Linked DNA regions of Mus musculus: regions 2 and 3 are each linked to region 1. A link is a contact called in public Hi-C and promoter capture Hi-C data. All regions are on one chromosome and are shown on one strand. Each heading gives the region's core, a stretch centred on a gene start, on an enhancer-like site or on the middle of the called end of the contact. The rest is flanking DNA. Distances are from core to core; before and after follow the strand shown.

Region 1 (4,100 bases), core at 1,055-3,554:
CAGCCCTAGGCAACCTCAGCCATCCTTTGCCCAAACTAAATATTCCCAAGGCTGCCCTCAAGAATCACAATTACCCAATGAGCCATATCCCATGACCCAGGAGGCCTAGGGAAAGAAGGACGACCTGGACATGACCCTGAGACTCAACACTGGTTCTCACTTCAACAAAATGAGGCAGATCAAAGGCAATAGAGAGAACAAACAGTGCACAGGACAGAGTTCAGGAGAAATGTGCCCAGGTTGCATCTGACCTCATCCAGTGGAGTCCAAAGGACAGCAATCAATTATATGTTGACATGTGTGCAGAAAATGGCAAACCTGGGAATATCGCTGCCCCAGTGCAGCAATGCTTGAGGGCCAAGTACTCAGTCCCAGCATCCTGTTGTGGACATGGCAGACCTGTGCTGCTGAGATGAATATGCAGACCCCAGTCCCCCTAACATCACATGATTCTGTCAGATCACAGTTGTTCACATGGCTGAGAAGACATGGACAAAGGACAAAGGGAATGATGCAGCAGGCACAAGGTAAGCAGACCATATAGTCCTCTCCCAAGAGTCAAACATAGAGAGGAAACCCAGTACAACATAGAGGGAGTGACATCCCTCACCTCTCTGTGCACTTCCCTCACGAGGGCTCATTTACCTGATGCAGGGAAATCCAGACTGAATCAGCTCATCCCCCACTGGAGCCAACACCCAGTCAGCACAACTGCTTCTCTTAGATAATGTCATGGATGACCCAGACAGGAAGAAATGAGGGCTGAATATGTTGTCCCAGCCCTGACATGCAGGTTTAAGCATCAGGCACTAAAAGTCATCTTGGAAGGGTCCTGGGACTAACCAGAAGAAACCCAGCAGCCTGAATCTGACAGTGACCTCAGCAGGTTGTCTCCTGAATTCCCTTTCTGACCCTTACCTATAATGGTGTCCTGCCTCCAAAGCAGGTGTCCTTTCAGACCAACTTGGTGATTGAGAAAGACATTTGTCTCTGTTCCAACTATGGTGCCATTCGAGAGTACTGGGTTGGGCAGGGCCAAAGAGCATGGACAGGAAGAGGAGAAACAGACTTAGAGGCTTCAGGCCAGCAATAAGCATGGAGTCACCAACAGGCTCCAGTGACACACAGGTGGTCAGTGCAGGGGGGCACATTCAGCAGAGAGGAGACCTGTGTGTAGTCCTTGCTCTGGGGCTTCATGGTGTGTCTCCATTCAACTCAAGCCTCCCTTCCACCATGGTGAAGCTGTAGTAGAAAGAGCCTGCCTGGATTCCAGGAGGACTTCTAAGCCTTCGATCTTCAGAGGTCTGGATTCCCAGCAAGGACAGGGACTGAGCCTCTTTGGACCCTAGTGTATGGGGACCTGCTATGTGCCATGTGTCCAGCAGTGCCCAGCACACAAGGGCCATTTATTAGAAGGCTCGGGAGTCATCTTTCTGTTTTCCTCATGAATGCTCACCCTGACCACAGGCCTCTGGCATGAGCAAGGAAACTGCCTCACCTACCTCCATGTGAAAAACTGTTCCCAGGTGAGATTGACCCACCAAGAAACTGAGGGTGAATAAGAGACAGAGGCCAGCATGTGACAAGTCCCTGTAACAACTTTGGCCAGCAAGATACTCAGATTTTTCTCAGCTTCCCCAGACTGGGCCTGAGAAATCTCGTGTTGTAATTATTGCTGCCTGATCCACTGGATGACCACAGACCTGTAGTGAACATGGCAATGCTCCAGCTGCCTTCCCCACTGGCACTCACTAATCAACAGAACATCTAGCTGCCTTCCCACCAGTAACTTCCACTTTACCACAGGGGCTCTATATGCCTTTGCACTACTCACAAGCAAGGATTCCAGCTTCCCTCCCCACCTGTCCTTCTTTTGCCCATAGGGGCTCCAGCCTCTTTCCCTCCACTGTAGAAAACATCCTCCCACCGCTCAAACATGCACAGAAGGCATTCACAGGAAGGCAGTCAAGCCCCATGTCCTGTCAACAAAGTGCTCCATGAAGATTTGGAGGTCTCATTCCTCTCTGAGGCAATATCCTCAAGCCCTCAAAGATTTGCATAGGTAGCATACCAAATGAATTTGCTGCACACAGTAATCAGATCATCCATCTTGAAGAGGGGTCCTCTAGACATCTGCCTACCATGTTCAGCCCAGCAGAATCAGCATGCTCTGCTCCTGGTAGGAACTGAACATCACTGGCTCCTCCCTATTCCGGGCCAAAACAAACACATATTTGGGGCAGGACACAGAGGACAAAGGGCAACCCTGGCACTCCTTTATAAGGTGACAGGATCCAAGCTTGGGGCTTCCTGATCCTAGGTGTTGTATTGAGTGTTGTTCATTGGTCTCTGGGAAGCCTGGGCAGTAGTGGGGCAGCCATGGAGCTGCTGACTGGGACTGACCTGTGGCCTGTGGCCATATTCACAGTCATCTTCATATTACTGGTGGACCTGACCCACCAGCGCCAGCGCTGGACTTCTCGTTACCCACCAGGCCCTGTGCCATGGCCTGTACTGGGTAACTTGCTGCAGGTGGACCTAGGTAACATGCCATACAGCTTGTACAAGGTGAGTGACTTAGCAATAGATGGTAACTGAAGTAATGGTATCTACAGCGGCACATACTAGGGCTTAGGCCACAGGTCAGACAGGGATCTAGACCTCCAAGAGAGGACAGGCATAGAAATGTTTTGGTAGCAGCCACTGGGAATTCCTAGAGCAAAATTTTAGAAGAAAAATTCCAGGAGGTGAAGCAGGATGTGACAACAGTATTTAGTCAGTTTGGACAGGGCAGCAGCCATAGAGGACAAAGGTCCATTATGGCCCTGTCAAAAACAAGGTCTGTTAGTTTACCAAAAATATCATTTAGGACACTGAGTGGAGAGAGGGACTGTGGCTGCCTGAATCTCTTGCTGTTGTGTGCTCTCTGGCCTCACTGCCCATCTCGAGGAACCAGAGTCTCTTCATGAATGTTGACATGTTAAAGAACCCAGGACAGTTTTCTGGCTCTGACAAGATCACCACTGGGGAGTCACATCTACTGTGATTCCTTCGCTGAACTTAAAAGATAAGACACCGCAGTGGTAGGCAGCCTCAGGCTGGGAATGGAGCTCAGTGAGAAGCAGTTTCCCAGGATACATGAGGACCAGGGTTCAATAACAAGCAAGATACACACTAATGTGCATGCACATATACAAATACAGAGAGAGAGAGAGAGGGAGAGAGGCAGAGAGAGGGAGAGAGAGACAGAGAGAGACAGAGAGAGACAGAGAGAGACAGAGAGAGACAGAGAGACACTAAGATATGCATTGACTCTGAGGGAGAGATATGCATGGACTTACATACACATATGCACACATACTTAAATTACATACATAAACATGAAGGTGTAAACATACACGAATGTGCACTCACACACACAGAAACTTCCTTGCACCCTCTCACTTTGACATTGTTGTGCAGTGAAACTGGTTCTATTATCTGTGGGCACCTCCACTTCCTATGTGCTCTGTCTCTCTACCTCAGCTTCAAAACCGCTATGGTGACGTGTTCAGCCTACAGATGGCCTGGAAGCCTATGGTTGTGATCAATGGACTGAAGGCAATGAAGGAAATGCTGTTGACCTGTGGAGAGGACACTGCTGACCGCCCTCCAGTGCCCATCTTTGAGTACCTGGGTGTGAAGCCTGGATCCCAAGGTAAAGGGCTGTGTGGACGGTGGATTTGGGTTCAGACGTGTGGGAATAAGCTGAGGAAGCACAGGTTATGAACGTGGGTGGGAATGTGGTCAAGCAATTCACAGCAGAGTCACTGAAGACCAGGAGGACTACCCAGAAGGCATGCGCTGGATTGTGATAGCAAGGTTTTGAGAGGCTCATGGCCAGGACAGAACCCAGAAAAGAGAATTGAAGAGAGAAGGAGACAGTAGAGTTGGGCATTCTTGGTTACATACTGATGTGTCTGCAGGTGTGGTCCTTGCACCCTACGGGCCCGAGTGGCGAGAGCAGAGGCGATTCTCTGTGTCTACCCTGCGCAACTTTGGCCTGGGCAAGAAATCACTGGAGGACTGGGTGACCAAGGAGGCCAATCACCTCTGTGATG
Region 2 (4,132 bases), core at 1,331-3,830, 310 kb after region 1:
TGTCTTTTGCCCAGGGAAGATTTTATCAGCCAACCCTGGGATGCGCAGGACAATTGGGAACATCTTCACAACCTGGAAAAGCCATAGAATGTTCTAGGATTTCCTGCTGCCTTTACTTTAATGAGTTGAGTAAACAAGATGTCTAATAACAATATTCGTTCTTATTTCTCTGTGTTTTCATGTGCAAATGGTGTGAGGAATGCTGTTACCATACTTGAGATAACATCATTGAGGCCCCGGGCAACCATAGAAATTCAGTTACTTTACTACATCACTTCCAGGAATGAAACCCAAGCACCATACTTTCCTGGCAAGCTCCTTACCCACTGCCATCTCTCTGGCTCCTGGGTAAATGGGCTTAGTGTTGATCTCAACCAGTCTTAGTTTCCAGCCTCTTCCATGATGGATACAGGCCCTATTTGTTCCCAACTGTCACCTGAGTCCTCCTTAGTTCTAACCTTCAGGCCCTAGTAGCCCCACAGGAGACTAAAGAAAATTTTACCAGAAACATCAGAGGCATGGGTAGCTTCCATGTGGGCAAAGGGCCAAGATTTCAGCTTCTAGAAGCCCTGACTTTGTTCCACTTCTCCCCTCCCATTGCTGCAGGCTTTAAAGGCTCCACACTTCTATTTTTGTGGTTGACAATTCTAGAAGTCTCCTTTCCAAATCCCCTGTCTACATCTCTAAGAAAATGAACAGCACAGAAGTCACTCTACAGACTCCCTTGACCATCCTACCTCAGGAATCAAGCCAATTTTCTCCCTCGTGTTTTCTTTCAATACTTTTAGCATCTTTATGAAGTCAGGATCTTTATACTTGAAGCGATGGGCATAAATGAGAGACGCAATCACATTGCACACAGCTTTGTTCAGGAGGGTGTAAGGATTGAGGGGACTACCTGGGTGTGGAGATGCAACAAAAAGTCAGGATATTGTTGCTGTCTCCCTATCCCCACTTGCATTCCACACACATCACCCACCAGCCTGGTCGGTGAAGGCATCACAGAGGTGACCAGCCTCCTCTGTCACCCACTGCTCCAATGATTTCTTGCCCAGGCCAAAGTTGCGCATCGTGGACATAGAGAATCGCCTCTGCTCTTGCCATTCAGGCCCATAAGGTGCAAGGACCAAACCTGAAGGTACATCAGTGTGTAACCATGGAGACCTGGCTGTGCTGCCCTCTCCCCACTTCATTTCTCTTCTCCTCTGAGATCACTGTCCCTCATTATTTCACCCTTTTCTACTACGAACATCTCCCACCATGCTAAAGGGGCTCCACAATGGATTTCAGGGATGTTTTGTTGGATTTTTTTAAACTCCATTAACACCTACATCGAACCCTGATCTTCCTTTGCTCACTGTCCCCATTGTGTGACTCTAATGTCATCTCTGCCACCACACTGCACTGTACCTTTATCTTTTTGTCCATAGCCTAGGTGTGGAAATATGGGCATTTCAGGGCGGTCAGCAGTGTATTCGCCACAGGTCACCAGTGCTTCCTGTACTGCCTTCAGTCCGTTGACAATGACCATGGCATTCCAGCCCATCTGCAGGCTGAACATGTCACCATAGTGGTTTTGAAGAAGTAAAGGGACAGAGCACATAGGAAGTGTAGGTTTGCACATATCATAGAACCAGGGTCACTGTACAAACATGGGCAAGGAGTTGAGTGTGCACATGTGGGTTCTACCGTGTATTTGTTTGTATAAACATGTGTGTGCCCACCTGTGTGTGTTTTTGTTTTGGTGTGTGTGTGCTGTTGTTGTTGTTGTTGTTTCTGTTGTTGAACCTTGCTCCTCATGTATCCTGGGGAAATGCTCTTCACAGAGCTCCCTCCCGGGCATGAGACTGCCTACCACTGCAGTGTCTTATCTTTTAAGTTCAGCAAAGGAATCACAGTAGATGTGACTTCCCAGTGTTGACTTTGCAAGAGGCAGAAATCTGTCCTGGAGTTCCTTAGCATTTCATTACACATGAAGAAACTCTGGTTCCTTGAGATGGGCAGTGAGGCTGCAGAACACAGCAGCAGCAAAAGATTCAGGCAGCCACATTGCTCTCTGCACTCAGTGTCCTGACTGACATGCTAACTATACCTTGCATAATGGTAAGACCTCATCTTTGACAGGACCATAACAGACCTGGAACCTGTATGGCTGATGATCTCTACAACTAAACTGAACCCTGCTCTCACATCCTGATTCATCTTCTGGACTTTGACCCCCATATCCGTTGCCCTAGAGAGATTCATTGGATGCAACCAGAAATCAGCAAACTTGGCCCGTTTAGAGGTTCCAGATCGCTGTTGGACCTGTGGCTTGGCCTTCACTGTGTACACTACAGACACTATTAGCACAATAAAGATACACCACTAAGTCACTGACCTTGTAAAAGCTGTATGGCATGTTATCCAGGTCCACCTGCAGCAGGTTACCCAGCACAGGCCATGGCACAGGGCCCGGTGGGTAGCGAGAAGTCCAGCGCTGGCGCCGGTGCAACAGGTCCACCAGTAATATGAAGATGACTGTGAATATGGCCACAGGCCACAGGTCAGTCCCAGTCAGCAGCTCCATGGCTGCCCCACTGCTTCCCAGGCTTCACCTAGGCCAATGAACAACACTCCATCAAACACCTTGGATCAGGAAGACCCAAGCTTGGATCCTACCACCTTATAAAGGAGTGTCCAGGTTGCCCTTTGTCCTCTGCCCCCAACCCCAATCCTGTGTTTTGTTTGGCTAAGTGTAGAGACAGGCCAGAGATGATCAGTCCATTCCACGAGCTGAGCATGCTGATTCTGCTAGGCTAAATATGGTAGGCAGATGTCTGATCATTGAGTGCTGAAAAATCTTCAGATACAATTCACATTCAAAGCTTTGGGAGCTTGAACATTGCCTCAGAGAAAAATGAGACCTCCTAGACCTTCACAGAACACTTTGTTGAGAGGACACAAGGGTTGAGTGGCATCCAGTCAGTGGCGTCTGTGGGTGTGTGAGCAGTGGGAGCTGTCTTCTACAGTTGAGGGAAAGAGGCTGGAGCCCCTCTTGGCATTGGAAGAGCATTGGGGGAGAGCAGCTCAGATTCCTGTGGGTGAGTGAGGGCCAGTGGTGGGAAGGTACTTAGATCCCCCTTGGTGAGTGAGTTGTGAAGTGCATCTGGAGCAGTGGCATCTTCAGTACAGGACACCAGTTGATTAGGGAGCAAGACATACAATATGGGATTTCTCAAACCCAGTCTGAGGAAGCTGAGCAATGGTCTGAGAATTTTGAGGGGTCACTAAATTGGGTCAGGTTCTTGTCATGCTGGCCTCAGTCTCTTAGTTAACCTATGTTTCTTGGTGGTTCAATCTCTCCTGGCAACAGTCTTCCACGTGAACATAGGTAAGAAACATTTGTCTTAGGGCCAGAGGACACGAGTCAGGCTGGGCTGCTATGAGGAATAAGGAAAGATGACTCCTAAGTCTTCCAACAAATGGCGCTTCTGTGCCGGGAATTGCTGGGCACACTACACATGCCAACTCACCATTTGCGAGTGTCAACAGAGGCTCAGTCCATGTCCTTGCTGGATCCAGATCTCTGAAGATCAAAGTCTCAGAAGACCCAGAGCAACCCTATTAGATAGGCTCTCTAATGCTCTCTCTGCTGTACCTGGCAGAAGGGAGGCATGGGCTGAGCAGAGTCCACACCATGCATCCCAACAGCAATGAGTACACACGGACCTCCTCCTCTCTGCTGCCTGTGCAACCCTAGCACTGACCACCTCTGAGTCACTGGAGCTTGTGGGTGACTATATGCTTATTGGAGGCCTGAATCCTGTAAGCCTTTTTCTTATCCATGATTTTTGGCCCTGCTCAACACATTTCCCTAGAACACATTTCCCTAGAACGGCATCATAGGTTTGAACCAATACAAAGGTCTTTCTTGAGCCCCTACCAGTCCTGAAAAAAGACCTGCATGGGAGTCAGGACAACAGCATGGTTCATGGTCAGAATGTGGATTAGGAAGACACTTGCTCAGGTCACTGACAGTCTCAGGATGCTAGGTTCCTCCTGGTTTGCTCGAGGAAACTCCCAAAGAAACTTTCGGTGCCTGATATTAAACCTGCCTCTCCAAGCTGGGACACCACATTGGGACTCTCAT
Region 3 (4,444 bases), core at 1,002-3,501, 340 kb after region 1:
ATCCCTTATATGGGACTCAGGAATCCAGCTCAGGGCTCCAGGCTTGCTTGGTAAGCTCATTTACCCACTGACCATCTAGCTCTTTTGCCCCCGGGGGCTGTTTCTGCTCAGTGTTTACCTGGACCAGTCACAGTTCTCAGCCTCTTCCGCAATGGACTCAGAATCTGTCCCTACCCATCACCTGCTTCTTCCCCAGTTCTAGCCTGCATGCTCTCCTGTAGCTCAGGGTGAAGAAAAGAAATACTCTACCCTTCAAATATAACAGGCTTGTGTGGTTTCCCTGCAGGCTCACCCCCTTTCTAGAGCCATTAACCTTGGTCTGCTCCTCCCCTCCACTTATCTGAGGTTTGTCAACACCCAAGCCTTTCTCCCTGCACTTGGCCATCACACCAGGCCCACCCACCCTGAATTCATACTTACTCTGATAGAATTTATAGCATAGAAGTGGCCAGGCCCACTGCCCCGAGCCACATACCTCTCCGACGAAGCCAGTGTCTTCTCCTAAGCTTTCCTTCAATGTTTTGAGCATCCTGTTGAAGAAAGGGTCTTCATACTCAAATCGACGAGCATAAATGAGGGAGGCGATCACGTTGCTCACAGCTTTACTTAGGAGGGGGCTGGGATTGAAGGGATGTTCTAGGATTGGAGATGCAAGCAAGTCATGATAGTGCTCTTCAGTCCCTGCTCACACTCTCCATCTCTAACATCACCCACCGGCCTCCTTGGTGAAAGCATCGCAGAGGTGGCCAGCCTCCTCTGTCACCCACTGCTCCAGTGATTTCTTGCCCAGGCCGAAGTCACGCAGGGTAGACACAGAAAATCGCCGCTGCTCTCGCCACTCGGGCCCGTAAGGTGCAAGGATCACACCTGCAGACATATCTGTGTGTAACTGAGGGCACCTAGCTATGTGGTCTCTTCTGTTCCCAACATTTCTCTGTGGTCAGTCTTAGCAGTCAGTGCCCAGCACTTTTCTAGCACATATTGGCACCTTGCATTCCTTAGGCTCCACCCTCCACCCCAGTGTTTTTCCCTTGCCTTGCCGGACCACATCATCTCCATTAGGTCTGTCTATCTTCTGCTCACCCCTCTCAAGCCCTACTCTCCCTGCCTTGCCCCCACTATAGAGCTTTGCCTTTTGATTTGTGCCCATAGCCTATGTGATTATAGATGGGCATTAGGGGGCGGTCAGAAGTGTCCTCTCCATAGGTCACCAGCAGTTCCCGCACTGCCTTCAGTCCGTTGACCACAACCACGGGCTTCCAGGCCATCTGTAGGCTGAACACATTGCCATAGCGGTTTTGAAGCTGAAATAGGACAGAGCACATAGGAAGTAGAGGTTTCCAGCAGAGTGGAAGATCAATACTCTTCATACAAGTCTCTGCTTCTCTCTCTCTCTCTCTCTCTCTCTCTCTCTCTCTCTCTCTCTCTCTCTCTGTGTGTGTGTGTGTGTGTGTGTGTGTGTGTGTGTGTGTGTGTCTGTGTCTGTGTCTGTGTCTGTGTCTGTGTCTGTGTCTGTGTCTGTGTCTGTGTCTGTGTCTGTACATACACATATATAGAACTTATTGAACCTTGTTCCTGACATATGCTGGGCAAATGCTCTATCACAGGCCTACATCCCTAGCCTATGGTTGGGGCACCTTGTTGCTTGGCAACCATATCTTCTCAATTTAACAAAGACCTCACAGCAAATATTATCATTCAGCTGTGACTCAGCCTGAACAAGATCCTTGGGTCCCTTCATACTCCACCATACAAGAAAAAATTCAGGTTCCTAAGATAGGCAGCGAGGCCTGAGACCACACAACAGGAAGAGACTATTACACACACACACACACACACACACACACACACACACACACTCCACTTTGTTTTCCCAACAACTCTTTTTTTCTCTTGGGGGCCATCTTCCTGTCTTTCCAGTGGCTTCAACACCTCCACGTGCTGCCTGGGTCACTCTGACTTCTTCTGTCCTCCACCACCACCTCTCTCACCTTGTAAAAGCTGTATGGTATGTTCTCGAAGTCCACCTGCAGCAGGTTTCCCAGCCCAGGGAATGGCACAGGGCCTGGTGGGTAGCAGGCAGTCCAGCGCTGGCGCCGGTGCACCAGGTCCACCAGAAGCAGGAAGATGGCTGTGAATATGACCACAGCCCATAAGTCATCTCCAACCAGCAGCCCCATGGCTGCCCTACTGCTTCCAGGCTTTTGAAGGAATACTCGTTCCAGAAACTTAGAATCAGGAAAGATCCTCTTATGATGGACTGGGAACCTGGTCCCTTATAAAGAGGGAGGAGGGGAAGGCTGCACTTTGTTCTCTGCCTTGAGCCAAGTAGCTGTGTTAATTAATGTTCAAACAGAGCCTATATGGGGGAAGGGGGTGTCAGAAAAATCAAGGGAAAGTCAACATCAGAGGTTCCTGCCCTTTCTTCTTTCCTGTGGTGCTTATCCAGGGGAGTGGCACTGATAGCTCCACAGAGAATTGCATAGTGGTTATATTGGGTTGGACACTGTAAGCACAGCGGGCACGTAGCCATGGACCCTGCCTCAGGGTGCAACGGTCATAGACTAATTTGCCACATGACCAGAGATCCGAGGGGACCGAAGACATTGTCTCAGAATGGAACAAGGCCTTTTGGAGGCTTCAGGGAACACTTGGCTAGTAGGATATGAGGTCTGACTGACACTATCAGTGGGCACTATCACTATGCAGCAATGGCCACTGAAGTGGCTTATGTGGCTAGCAGATGAGGGTGAGGGAGAGGCAGTGTAAGGAAGGAGGCTCCAGCCTGTGGAGCCTTGAGCACAGGTAGGAGGTCATTCAACTCTCAAGGAAGGCCAAATTCAAAACCTGGGGACTTCTTAGCTCTCACCCGAGAAAGCTGAAAGGCTGTCACCAACTGTCAATAGAATTCTGGGGAGGCCAGCTAGATGTCCATGTAGTTGTCACATGGGGACCACTATCTAATTTTATTCACTCTTGGCTTTTTGTTAGGTCAAGCCCTGTGCTAACAATCATCTTAAGAGGGATGGAGAGATGTCTTCCTCGTGTTACATGGGCGGTGTTTTTGAGATATTTGTGAATACTGCCAAACATGGGGGGATGGGGGGTAAGACCATCCTGGAGGCTCAAGGAGCACATTATTGTTAGGACACAAGTAACTTGCAGGTACTGCAAGACACAGCACCCGGCTATGACAGCAAGTGCCACTGTCTGGTTTTTGTGATGAGAGGCAGTGGGAAGAAGGGGGCTGCAGCTCCTGGAGTCTTGTGTTCAGCTTTGAGGTTACTTACTGGGTTGATTGGAGAGGCCAGACTCAGAACCTGGAAGCATCTTAGGTCAGATCTGAGAAAGCTGAGAAACTGTCAACAGTTGTTGAGAGTCCCAGAGGCCTGTAGGTTGGACCAAGTACTTATCACATGGTGGCCTCTGTCTCTTTTTCACCCTTGGTTTCTTGGTGGGTCAGTTGTTCCCCTGACAGTCTTCTACATGGATATAGGTAAAGCAGACCTTGTGCCAGAGGTCTGTGGGCTGGGTGGGGTAAAGGGTCCCTCCCCACACCCACACCCACACCCGTCTCGATGCATGTTCCTGCCTATTCCTTTTGGCCCTGCCCAGCTGAGTTATGGTACGGTAAGTCAGGAGCCAACACAGGTCATGGGTGGGAGATGGGAGGCAACTGAGACGCAGTTACTGAGAAGCTGAGGCAGGTAGGTTTCTTCTGGGATGACTGTGACTCTTGAGTGTCACCTTTGGAAAGCTTAGTTGGGGCAAAGCTTGGCCAGAGGTTGGCTAGTGTTGGTTACCCTTTCATTCCCGGATGCTTACTGTACCCCTCATGGTGTGAGGCACAGCAGGACTGTGGTCCATTAGCATAGGCTGTTACCTATGAAATCTCAAACCACAGAAACAATGCTTGAGATGATGCATGTAAAGAAATGTAAAATATTGAGAATATCCTGGATATTTTCTTTATTCCTAAAGTGCACACAAAGGGGACTGCTGAGCAGGATCATGACACTGACCAACCTCCATTTCCACCTCCCACACTGAAAAAGTATTTGCAGTCGGCAAAACTGTTCTGAGACCTAGATAAGGGCCTGTGACTTTTAGTCACAAAGAACATAGTCCAAGGGGTTGGGGTGCAGGGCAATGCCTGGCAATCACTGAATCAGGTTCCCCTGTGGCACTGTTTACTTGTGAGTGGGGCAGGGTCATCAGCCTCATGAAAATCTGAACTCAAGTGAAACATGACAGTTGGCACAGTGGAGGCTCTTGGTTCTGAGTATAGACGTGTGAGCATGTCTCACCTGAGACAGTAGATCCCAGGTAGGAAGAAAGAGCATGATCTTTGATCATAGATGATATAATTGTGCACGAAGGAAAACAGGAAAGGTTTCACAATACTATCTGAGAACATCAAACAATTTCAGCAAAGGCAAAAAGT

Evidence for each region. Promoter capture Hi-C pulls out the DNA fragments that hold promoters and counts their contacts. Hi-C and Micro-C count contacts between places; a contact is called where the count stands out from the background.
Region 2: a contact with region 1 is called in a promoter capture Hi-C map of embryonic stem cells, with 4 times the contacts expected there. The contact joins the promoter of Cyp2d40 here to the promoter of Cyp2d9 in region 1. A contact is called at or near these places in 5 of 39 promoter capture datasets (cranial neural crest, embryonic stem cells and second pharyngeal arch cranial neural crest), 2 of 484 Hi-C or Micro-C datasets (cortical neurons and nephron progenitors), 1 of 115 datasets of contacts at active chromatin or transcription factors (astrocytes) and 1 of 9 other capture datasets (liver).
Region 3: a Hi-C map of liver shows a contact between it and region 1, with 4 times the contacts expected there. The contact joins the promoter of Cyp2d26 here to the promoter of Cyp2d9 in region 1. A contact is called at or near these places in 21 of 39 promoter capture datasets (the 3T3-L1 cell line, 3T3-L1-derived adipocytes, the C10 cell line and 12 more), 3 of 484 Hi-C or Micro-C datasets (the G1E-ER4 cell line and liver) and 3 of 9 other capture datasets (adipose tissue, embryonic stem cells and macrophages).

Annotation. Positions count from the first base shown.
Region 1 is chr15:82,450,073-82,454,172 of GRCm38.p6, forward strand. It overlaps Cyp2d9 (cytochrome P450, family 2, subfamily d, polypeptide 9), which reads left to right and starts at 2,305. Exons shown (of 9, transcript NM_010006.2): 1 at 2,305-2,568; 2 at 3,526-3,697; 3 at 3,966-4,100. The coding sequence starts at 2,380.
Region 2 is chr15:82,761,542-82,765,673 of GRCm38.p6, forward strand. Cyp2d40 (cytochrome P450, family 2, subfamily d, polypeptide 40) reads right to left here and starts at 2,581. Exons shown (of 6, transcript NM_023623.2): 1 at 2,381-2,581; 2 at 1-72. The coding sequence starts at 2,569.
Region 3 is chr15:82,791,994-82,796,437 of GRCm38.p6, forward strand. It overlaps Cyp2d26 (cytochrome P450, family 2, subfamily d, polypeptide 26), which reads right to left and starts at 2,252. Exons shown (of 9, transcript NM_029562.2): 1 at 1,992-2,252; 2 at 1,133-1,304; 3 at 715-867; 4 at 476-636. The coding sequence starts at 2,180.